Regions from separate parts of the Zea mays genome. Here region 1 is linked to region 2. A link is a contact called in public Hi-C data. All regions are on one chromosome and are shown on one strand. The core of a region is the stretch at or near the end of the contact, and the rest is flanking DNA. Distances in the headings are between cores, read along the strand shown.

The links. A called contact is a pair of places that touch in the nucleus more often than the background predicts.
Region 1: a contact with region 2 is called in a Hi-C map of ear, with 2.7 times the contacts expected there. The contact joins the promoter of LOC100193713 here to the promoter of LOC100281355 in region 2. A contact is called at or near these places in 3 of 25 Hi-C or Micro-C datasets (bundle sheath, ear and tassel).

The regions. Positions count from the first base shown.
Region 1 is chr1:233,449,651-233,455,085 of Zm-B73-REFERENCE-NAM-5.0, forward strand. It overlaps LOC100193713, which reads right to left and starts at 2,163. Exons shown (of 8, transcript NM_001358869.1): 1 at 2,031-2,163.
Region 2 is chr1:233,290,222-233,295,420 of Zm-B73-REFERENCE-NAM-5.0, forward strand. LOC100281355 (Succinate dehydrogenase subunit 3-2 mitochondrial) reads right to left here and starts at 2,457. Exons shown (of 4, transcript NM_001368000.1): 1 at 2,313-2,457; 2 at 2,030-2,076; 3 at 110-184. The coding sequence starts at 173.

The sequences.
Region 1 (5,435 bases), core at 913-3,412, 160 kb after region 2:
CTATTTGTACTACAGAATACTAGCATAAGTAATTTTAAGTTAACAACAGGTGTTGGCTGTTGACCATGTACAGAGCAAGGCATTCTGGTGATCAAAAGTCGTACGGATTCAGCATACACAACCTGCTGTTTGCTTTTAAACCTGCTGTTTGCTTTTAAAATACATAAGTACACAACCTGCTGTTTGCTTTTAAAATACATAAGTACATTCAAGTAGAGTTCCATATTATTGGTTTCCTTCAAAATTAAAAAAAAATGTCATTGCATAACATGGTTCATTTTCAAGAAGAAATACAGTGAATAACAAAGTGTGCATGGAGTATGCGAAATCTAAAGTCCTCTGGCAACTGAAATCCAGCCTAAGAGAAAGCCAAAGTGCAATTCTTTAAGTTCGATTTTCCAGAAATGCAGATATATGCCAGTATCTGCCGAAAGGGGACATCATATAAAGTAGCATGCCTAATTTAAATAAATAATGAAAACATTATAAAAAAGGGACAGTGGACAAAGCAGGCTAAATTATTTGACGACAAATGCTAAATGGATGTCTTAGATGAAATAGAATAAAAACTCAATCCAGGCACACCATCACTAACATTTCATTATACGCAAAATACTTCCTAGCATATGAAACTATGCAACTTGAAGCAATTCCATAAAATGACCTCTGAAATAGATTAGTTGTGCCCATAAAAGATTAGCAATGACTTCACAAGCACATCTCATCAGGCTACCACCTAGGTGCAAGTGCAATAGCAAATTCTTAACTGCTCATCTAAAATTCTATTAGCGTGTATAAAAAAGTGATCAAACACTCACATAAGCATATTGCATAAAGACAGTCGTTAAGGGCACTTCAGTAAGTGCATGTACATAACACAGCAACAAAATCCTGCTGCAGTTTGCCTTACATTTAGCACTCAAACTCACATTTGAACTGCACAGATTCAGCAGACAATTTATGTTCAGCCAATAAAACATGAAAGGTACCAAACCGTGCATGCTGGACATGAACCTTATTGGACAGGGCATTTGCATAGACAATTCAACATGCAGCCTGAAGCATAATTAATAGACCCTATGGGCATATTTATTCGTCATCTGGACCAGGGGAGCTAGTTCAATTACGGATGATTTTTGTCAGAGCGAGAAACCGGTGGTACTACAAGGCAGGAATTCAACTGAACCCCTACTTTTCAAATAAACTCGCTACAGCCTAAAAAACCACTAGCACCAAACTGGATGGATTAAAGAGGACATTTGTTTCTTTTCAAAAGACCAACCAAAAAGATGTGGATATAGTGGCAACTTGCATTGACTATGTAACATAACCTCTACAATAACTTGGTTTCATATAAAAAATGGTGAGGAATGGCGTGGAAACCACACCTCATCAGGGTGCTACCTATAAGGAAAAAGAAAAAAACAAATTTCCAACTGCACATTCTGATCCTGCTGCAGCTCTAGTAGCAAATTTTCGAAAATAGCAAGCACTCAAATAAAATACTGCATAAGGCAAGTCATTTAGAGCACTTGAGCACGTGAACAAAAAAAACTCAGTAATTCTGCCCATAAATAATAAGGCAAGTCATTTGAGCACGTCACTAACACGGGAAAGATACAGTTTGGCTTCCCATGTTCAGCTCACGATAGCATCCATGTTTCATCACCCACATCATGCCCAATCAGTAGCACAATAAACATACCAAGATGAGCACACTGCACGCCAACCCACTTGCAGGGGCATTTCACATGTTTAATTTAAGTTCATGAGAATCCAACTGAACCACCAAACCTTTAGGAAACCAATCTCGCTACGGGCAAAAAGAACACCCTGCTCCGCTAAACTGGTTGGACAACATGGGTGTACAAATTGAAACCCAGTAAATTTAGCAGAAGAAGCGAAATGACTAGGCATAGTACATGTATACACTTTAATCACATCAGATCCGGTTAGAAATATCCAAATAGCTTAAGCTAGGGTTCGGGTGCTCGGTTTCGCACAGAAGGGACGAGAAGGGGTGCGCATACCTGTTGGGTGCTCGTCTCTGAAGAAAGGACCGACGAAGACCTAGGTGCCTGGCGTTGGCGGCGGTCGCGCAAGTCGTCGCCACGAGAGAGCGCGGGCACAAGGGGTGAACAGGAGAGCAAAAAGGCAGGGGGGTTGAACGGAGTGTCGGAGTCCGTGGCTACTCCTGTTCGGTTAGGGGATGAGGCATGAGGCCCGCCTGACCGCTGAGGGAATCGGGATCCGTTGACCGACCCCCATATGGGATCACGGCAGCCCACATAAAGACCCAGCACAAGGAACAGGGCGAGCAACATTGCAACAGCAGATCCTTAAAAAACTGTAAACAGCCCGTATCACAATCACGAGGAAAGGAGTAGCCCGTTTTATTGCTTTATATATTTGTCTTCGGTTTTTTTCAGATTTACGCCAATACGTTATGACTTGTGACAGCACACAAACTATTCGATAAAATGATATCACACAATATTTACATAAAAAGGAGCAACACGTATATTATCGGTCATAATATCTCATAATTTCTTTGTCAATGATTCAGTCTCTTTCAAACATGTAGCACACAGTTAATGGGAAGCAATTATACTTAAGTTTTGTGTTGTGATTACAAGGAGTCAAGTCTTCCCCTCAAAAACAAGAAGTCGGGTTGCAAAGATCCCCTTAACGGCAAAAATATATACCTACCTGGTGTCCAAAAAAAGGATAGTCCAGATACACATCCAAATGGTAAGAAGATGTTATGTTTGTTGGTTCCCATTTGACATAATATGTCATATCCAAATATGTAATGTTTTGTTCACATCGTTAAGCTTTGGGCTTTCTTGAGTAAGATAATCTGCATGGGACAGAAGTAGCAAGGATGATAAGTTATACTAATGGGTAGGTGAGGTGATATAAGCTCATGATACACAAACCTGATTGCGGCGAGAGCTTTGACATGTTCGAGGGGCGTGCGACACTGTAAGCGAGCGCCGAGGGTATGCGTCGTGGCCATGGTCGGATCTAAAGAGGGGCAAAGTGGGTCATGGCCTCCCTCAAATTTTATAACCTTTTATACTTAATGTTAAGTATAGAAAAAAATATTTAAATTTTTGGATAGGCTAAAATAGCCTTGCCCTAGGTTTTCTCGTCCGCCGTCTGACCCCATTCTTAACGCCACCTGAGCTAGTTCGCCCCGATGCCCTGTTCCCACTATCTCCCTTTCCCAACATGCGACGTCACCCGATCCCACCTCTTCCTGACGCCCTCGCCTCATTCATCGTCGTCGTCACGCCAGCCAACCTAGCAAGCTCGATCTCGCTCGTCGTGATGATGCAACCTGTCCTTGACAGCCACGAGTTTGGCAAACTAACGAGCCCTAGCTCTCACCCAGAGGCATCACGTGACCCTATCCCTTTCATGGCACACTCGCTCTTTGAGGAGATCGATATTCGACAAGGTACATAGTTCTTCGATACAATCAGCAAAAACTTAGTGGTATGTTTGATTCTTTTGTTCATATAGTGGTGGGGACTTGTTCTCAAATGCTATGAATTAAGAACAAGACAACACAAATGTTAATGATTAAAGATATTCATCCTTTGAAGCATTATTTCCCGTAGGATATAATGATCTTTAGACGAAGGTCATGAAGGACGTACCTTCATCATCTCAATATACAATGGAAAGCAGGATCATATGACACATAAAAAACATGAATAATCATATGATATTATTCAGACATTTTTATTATATAATCATGAATAAACATGGATAATATTGAATTACATTTATACCTTCGGCTTGACAGAAGGTGAGAATCTGTGTGTGACGTGCGAGTGAATACAAGCCAGCGTGAACACTACGGGGGTATTGTTCATCTATTTATAGGCACGGGACGCAGCCCAGACGAAATTACATTTATGTCCTTGGTAACTAATCATAACTAAAACACAACTTATCATGGACTAAACGGTCTTTTACTCTTTAAGTCGGTGTTGACCTTCGTCTCAAGACACATCGTCATGCTGAAGCTCCCTGTATTGTAGCTTCGGCTTATACTTTCATGTTGTGTCTGCTTGCATATCACCCTGCCGAATGTGTTTTTACTTGGAGGACCTTCGGCGAGGAAGAAGGCCCCCAACAGTAGCCCCTTCGCGGTGCTAGATCGTTTTTTGTAACGAGCTCGATCCGTGAAAAATCTCAAAGGCTTCGGAATGCCGAAGGTCCGAAAAACACCTTCCCTGAGCTCGTTGCCGAGAAATGATTAAAATACTCCAAGCGTCGGGTGGTCCACCGTTCAGTGGGTGCGAGCGATCTGGCGATTCACCTTCCAGGCGCCGAGTGGTCCACCGTTCAGCGGGTGCGAGCGATTTGGCGGTTCACCTTCCCACCTGCAGCACTATATAAACAGATGGGTTGGTGCAGAGTTACCACAACATTCATTGTCATTGCATTGTTGTGCTGTTAAAAAAACACCATAGCCGAAGCTTTTTCATTGTGCTCTCAAGCGAACTCTTCATCATTTAGAGTTAACTTCGTCAAAAGAGTGAGCTTCGTCAAAACTGCAAAAAGAATCATCGACTTCGTAAAACCGCAAAAAATTCATCAGGTGACCAGAGTGCGTTCGACTGCAAGGGTGACTCATGAAGGAGAGGAAACCGAGGCCACCGAGACAGCTCCAATTTCCGAAGTTATGAGACAGTCAGGTCTAGTTGTGACAGAGGAAGCTACTGATGAAGGTGCTCCTGCTACCGAAGTCGAACATACTGTTGCTGAAGAAGAAGATATTGATGAAGAGGAAGATTACAGTATTTTGATCCCAAGTAAACCCAATCATCTAGATTTTGAGAAATCTACAGTGTCTGAAGATGACGTACCCATGATGATGAAGCTGGGTTACTGAAAGGGAATTAGGCTTACATCTAGTCCCTAATTAATTTTGGTGGTTGAATTGCCTAACACAAATATTTGGACTAACTAGTTTGCTCTAGTGTATAAGTTATACAGGTGCAAAAGGTTCACACTTAGCCAATAAAAAGACCAAGTATTAGGTTCAACAAAGGAGCAAGGGACAACCGAAGGCACCTCTGGTCTGGCGCACCGGACTGTCCGGTGTGCCACCGGACATGTCCGGTGCACCAGAGGACTCCAACTCCAAACTCGTCACCTTCGGGAAATTCCAGAGGCGACTCCGCTATAATTCACCGGACTGTCCGGTGTAGACCGGACATGTCCGGTGCTCCAACAAAGTGCGGCCTCCGGAACTCGCCAGCCTCGGGAATTCATTTCAGCTGCTCCGCTATAATTCACCGGACATGTCCGGTGTGCACCGGACTGTCCGGTGTAACAGCGGGGCAACGGCTATTTCGGCGCCAACGGCTACCTGCGACGCATTAAGTGCGCGCCAGCACGCGCAGAGGTCAGGCACG
Region 2 (5,199 bases), core at 1,207-3,706:
CAGTGTGCTAAAACTATCTCCTAATGGGTGTCCGTGTATCATTGATTGTTGTCTTGAAACTACAACATGACAGAGAACATATATAACAAACCAGAGCAGGATTTCTTACCACGGAGAGCAAATGGGGTATCTCTCAAGGGTGCTAACTGAGTCTTGCTGTTATACTTCTCCATTGCTGCACAGCCTGCACAATAGCTAATAATCACGGATCAGCACATAATCATGGTTTTGGTAAAAGAAAATTTGAATACAAGTTTTGCAAAGCTCAACATAGAAATATTAACATATCAATTAAATTGGAGAATACCAAAATCAATTGATCCTAATGAACTTGGTGGCTTAGAACAAACCCAAGTAACACATTTAAGCAAATTCCTAGACCCTAGTCAATATCAATGCTAACCACTGTGACTATGTACACAGAGCTAAAAATGATATATCTGATAGCATAGAGAACATAAATTTGAGCATTGTAACATATTAAAATTCTAGGCACCCGCACTTCACACATGTTTAAAGAGAGGCAGAGAGCTTGGCCGAAAATCCATATAGACATGCATTCTAAGTAAGGATAAGCATAGTCACACTATTGCAGGCTTGCAGCTAACTTACATTTCAATCATTCATCAACATCACTAATGAAGCAAACTACACAGGTCTATCCTACTATGTCCTGTGGACTTGCTATACAAAACTTCCATGACTTGCATGTCTGCCAAAGCGATGTAATATTGCTCCTATTCAATAAGGTAGCACTGCCTTGCTTCACTAGATAGTTTGGTTTGTTCTGCAGAAGCTCTTCTTTGCTCTCAGACCTCTAGTGCCAGGTCCTAATGTTCATGGGATCAAGTGGATGAAAACTCTGATCCACCTAGCGTTGCACTGGACTTTCCTGGGAGTTTTTCCAATTGATATTTTTATTTTATTCTATTTTTTGTTCACCCCCCATAATAAGTGTTATAACCTGGCACTACTTATGTATTTGAATGGGAATTTGAAATTACATTGTATATTCCTATGAATAGTTGATTTTGTGTAAAAGATAAATGATACTGTGGTTTATCAGTGTTTCAATCATTATATCCAAAATTTCACTGTTGTAAATGTAGTTATAAGTCAGATCCTTCAATTTTTCTTGTATTAAGAAAATCACAGGTACACTCTAACGATGTATGTTTATCCTCTTCACGCGTTTGAGTCAACAGGACTTAGTAAGATAGACAATTATGGTTTGCTCCATTAGTGCTGTCTATGATTAGTGCAAAATGTAAGGTGGCAACAATAGTTTTGCCTGTATGACACCTTATGCCTATGGTTTGCCATCCTAATTTTGTTTCTTTTAGCAAAGGGATCATAGGTGCCGGATGGTGTTCGTCCTGCACACCTATACACAAACAATGTGTATGCATACATTGTGGTAACAGCTTCAGCAGCCTGAGAAATAATTTTAAGCTGGTTGATAGGCAAACCATCCATTTAACAAATGATAAATTGCAATTAGAAATAGACATATGCGTATCAAATCAGATACGAAAGGGGAAAAACAGTTTAAAACTTATCTGTGTTTTGTATAGTAGCATAAAGTTCAGTAAATTAACATTGGAAAATTCAGAGAAGCCCAAAGTTAGAGCAGGACATACAATTCCCCATATTGAAAAGACATCAAGACAATATACCTTGCACTTAATTTGTGACAAACCCATACAACTAAGTGCTACCGAATAAAGAGAGAACCAACCCAATAATGATAGGAACAATTGGATCTATACCATTAAAAGATCCAAACTTTAGATATATACCATGGACCCCACATGTCATTGACTCATGTGGACCCACATGTAAGTGAGATAGTAATGGTATGGATCCAAAGTGGTGATCTTTTAATGGTATGGATCCAAATTTCCCATAATGATATAGTCAACTAACTTTTACGACATTTATTAAAAGTAACAATGGCCTGTTCCAATGCTAAAAAGGTGAACCTATGCAGCGAGCACCTGGTATGTAAGAGGAATCGAGCAGCGTTTACCTTCCCGGAGGAGATGGAGAGGCCTCCTTGCTGGCTATACAGAAGATCTGCACAAAGAGAAAGAGGTCAGGATGGAGAGGATCTGGGAAGCCTACGGAGAGCCAACCTAGTCTCCGTGCGCAGAAAAAAAAAAAGAGGGATATGAGCGCGCCCAATCATGAGGAGAGGGAGCAAGCCGGCGGTGATCCGGCCGCCCGATCCGCTAACATATCCGTGCCTGTGCCACGCGTGCCCGAAATCCATCAAAATCTGGTTGGGAGAGGAGTCGCTGCGCGTTACTCACTCGAACAAAGCGAGCTCGATACCGATTTTCCGCCGGAGGCACGTATCTGGAGGCGACGGGCGGCGGTTCCCTGTGGGGAGAGACGGAACGAAGACGAGGGAGGCGCTCGTGCCTCTGTCGGCACTACCTCCTAGTCCTCTATTTTGGGCCAAAACAACCCGGCACAGCCCGGTAGTTATCGTGCATTGACACGGCCTGGCCCGGTCGGCATCCTGCCCGGGTTGACATGGCCCATTAAACCATGTCGTGTTTAGCCGAAAGCGTGGCATGAACACAAACGTTTGCTTGGCACAATGGCACGCCAATCTTCTAACTCGACGAGTTGACAGGAAGCAGTGAAGCACCGCGTCTGCTATTTTCATAAATGGGCATAAAGTTCTAGCATAAAACTTCAGATTATTACCCCAAAATAAAGTTTTTTTTCACTTTCACTGGTGCCTCTTCCTAGTCATATATAGTTGATGAAGCATGAATTTCTATCATAGCTGCAGTCAACATCCCAAGTCCATTTATTGATCTTTGGAAGTATTTTTGTTCGCTTCCAGTTGTTCGGATAGTTGCAGTTGCAATCTATAGAGACAAAATATTGTAGAAGCTGTTATGGATTAAAGCCAAGCGAATAGACTAAATAGGCTGAATAAGTATATGATCAAATAGTAAATAGATATATTAATACTAAGCAAATACTAATTCAAAAACATTTATATAGATACAATCATATTAATCAGATAATTATCGTACGCACAAATAATTTTACCATTTAGTTCGACTATTTTGCCACATTGGAACGGACGTCGTTTAAATATGTACTTAGCACGAGCGATTCTAGGTGATGTGAATTATTGACGCCAATCAAAACGACCCGCACGATGCATGCGAAACCGCGTACGCGACGACTCGGCATAGAGAGCGATGCGACGGTGAGGCTATGTGCACGCAGGGGGTGTAGACGGGGGGAGAGGTAGACAGACGTCGTCAGATTCCCGACGATGTCCTACGCGTATACGAACACAAGTGCGATAGCGAGAGGGGCACGACGACGACCGCGAGGGCACGGTTGAGTGGCTGCGGTGCGCACGCGACTCGACAAGCACATGGCGCGTCAAACGACAGGAGCGAGACGCGACAAGGAGCGCGCGAGGGCGGTGCGCAGGGGCCGACACGACAAAGGAGGAATGTGCGGGGCAGGAGGGCTCCGACCGGGGGGAAGGGGCGGCTTCGCTGGCGGTTCGTCGGAGCCGACCAGGACGCTGGCCGAGTGCCGGGGAGGCAGCGTGGCTGGGCGAGGCTTGCCGGTGATTCACCGGACTGCAGGCACACGATGCGGCTATGGTGGGACGATGGTGAAGCCAGGAGAGCGAGCATGGCTAGGGTTCGGCTTCAGAGCTTTGCTGCCGCGGCGATCTCGGTCAAGGCGGGTCATGAGAAAAGAAATCGCGTGGGGGGGCTGGCCGCCGTGCCGCAGAGAACAGAGGGGAGCGGCTGGCCACCACGCCGTCGAGAACAGAGGGGAGGGGATCCACGCTCGGACTGGGGAGGGGAACGACGAGCAGGAGGGCAGGGGCTGCTGGCCGCCGCGTGCGGGGACATGACCTCGGACTCGCCCGGCGAGGGCGCTGGCCGCCGGTGGGGCTCAGCCGGAGGAGTAGAAGAGAGGAGGGTTGGCAGGAGGGACCTACCTCGACGGCAGCCGACAACTGCAGGCTCGGCGGGTGCGATTTCTTTCTTGTACGAGGGGGACCGTCGCGGGAGATATGCGCTGGGGCAGCTCGAGGAAGAGGAATAGGAGGTGGGCGCAGTAGCTGACGGGGCCCACGCTGACCTGGCGGCCCAAGCAAGGGCATGAGGAGGCCCGAGAAGAGGGGGTGCGGCGCTGAGCTGAAAAGGGGAAAGGGGAGAGAAGAAAAAGAGAGAGAAAAAGAAAAAGGTTTTCCTTTTTATCGTTTTCCTTTTTCCTTCTATTTAACTTCAAACTCGAGCACAACTCATAAATAAAAAAGACTGCACATCGAGTTCATCCATCAAATAAATAAAAAGAAATAGCTATGCTTTGGCATGAGATGCAACAATCAAAGCACCTCTAGGGCTTATTCCACTAGGTTATGCCAATATAAAACAAAATAGTTATCTATTTTGGGGAAATAGAGAAGGAAAACAAAGAAAAGAGAGAGTAACACCTGAATTTGGTGGATATTAGGAAAAAAATTATACCCCAAATTCAGGGTGTTACAAATCTAACCCCCTTAACAGAATCTCGCCCTCGAGATTCAAGAAGAGGCTAACAAGAACGACAAGGTTGGTTCATAGGTTGTTCACGACTTTCTTGAGTTGGTTCATAGGTTGTTCATGACTTTCTTGAGTTGACTTGCAGACTGGTTGTTTTGACCTTCAAATGCTCGATACTAATTGATGCAATTCCTGAGGATCTCTTGGACCTATGGGTTAGGACCCACACACGCTTAAGCTACGCCACTTTGATTCTTGTTGGTTGATGTTGATCGCATTGTCTTCATTGGGGTTAGCGGCTAACCCCCTTAACAGAAGCGTTGATATGCACTTGGTGAAGATGTCGCCGACTCTGATCTTGACTGATTAAGAGAGGTTGGAGAATGCCAACCGGATAGGTGCAAGAGGGAAGGGTATAGATAGAAAAGGTAAGCATAGATGGATTAAAGAGAGAAAAGGAAGAGCACCCAACTACCTAACTCTATGGCAGTCACCTAGTAAACTGATGTCATTGCGGACCAAGGGCCACAACACATCAACACTCATTTCAAAGAAGCAAATTAGTCATAACATAAAGACAAACATCATGAGCACACAACGACAAACATTTCGTTGTTATACGTTCCTTTTAATTAAATGGTGGACTTTCTTGAAAAGGGAA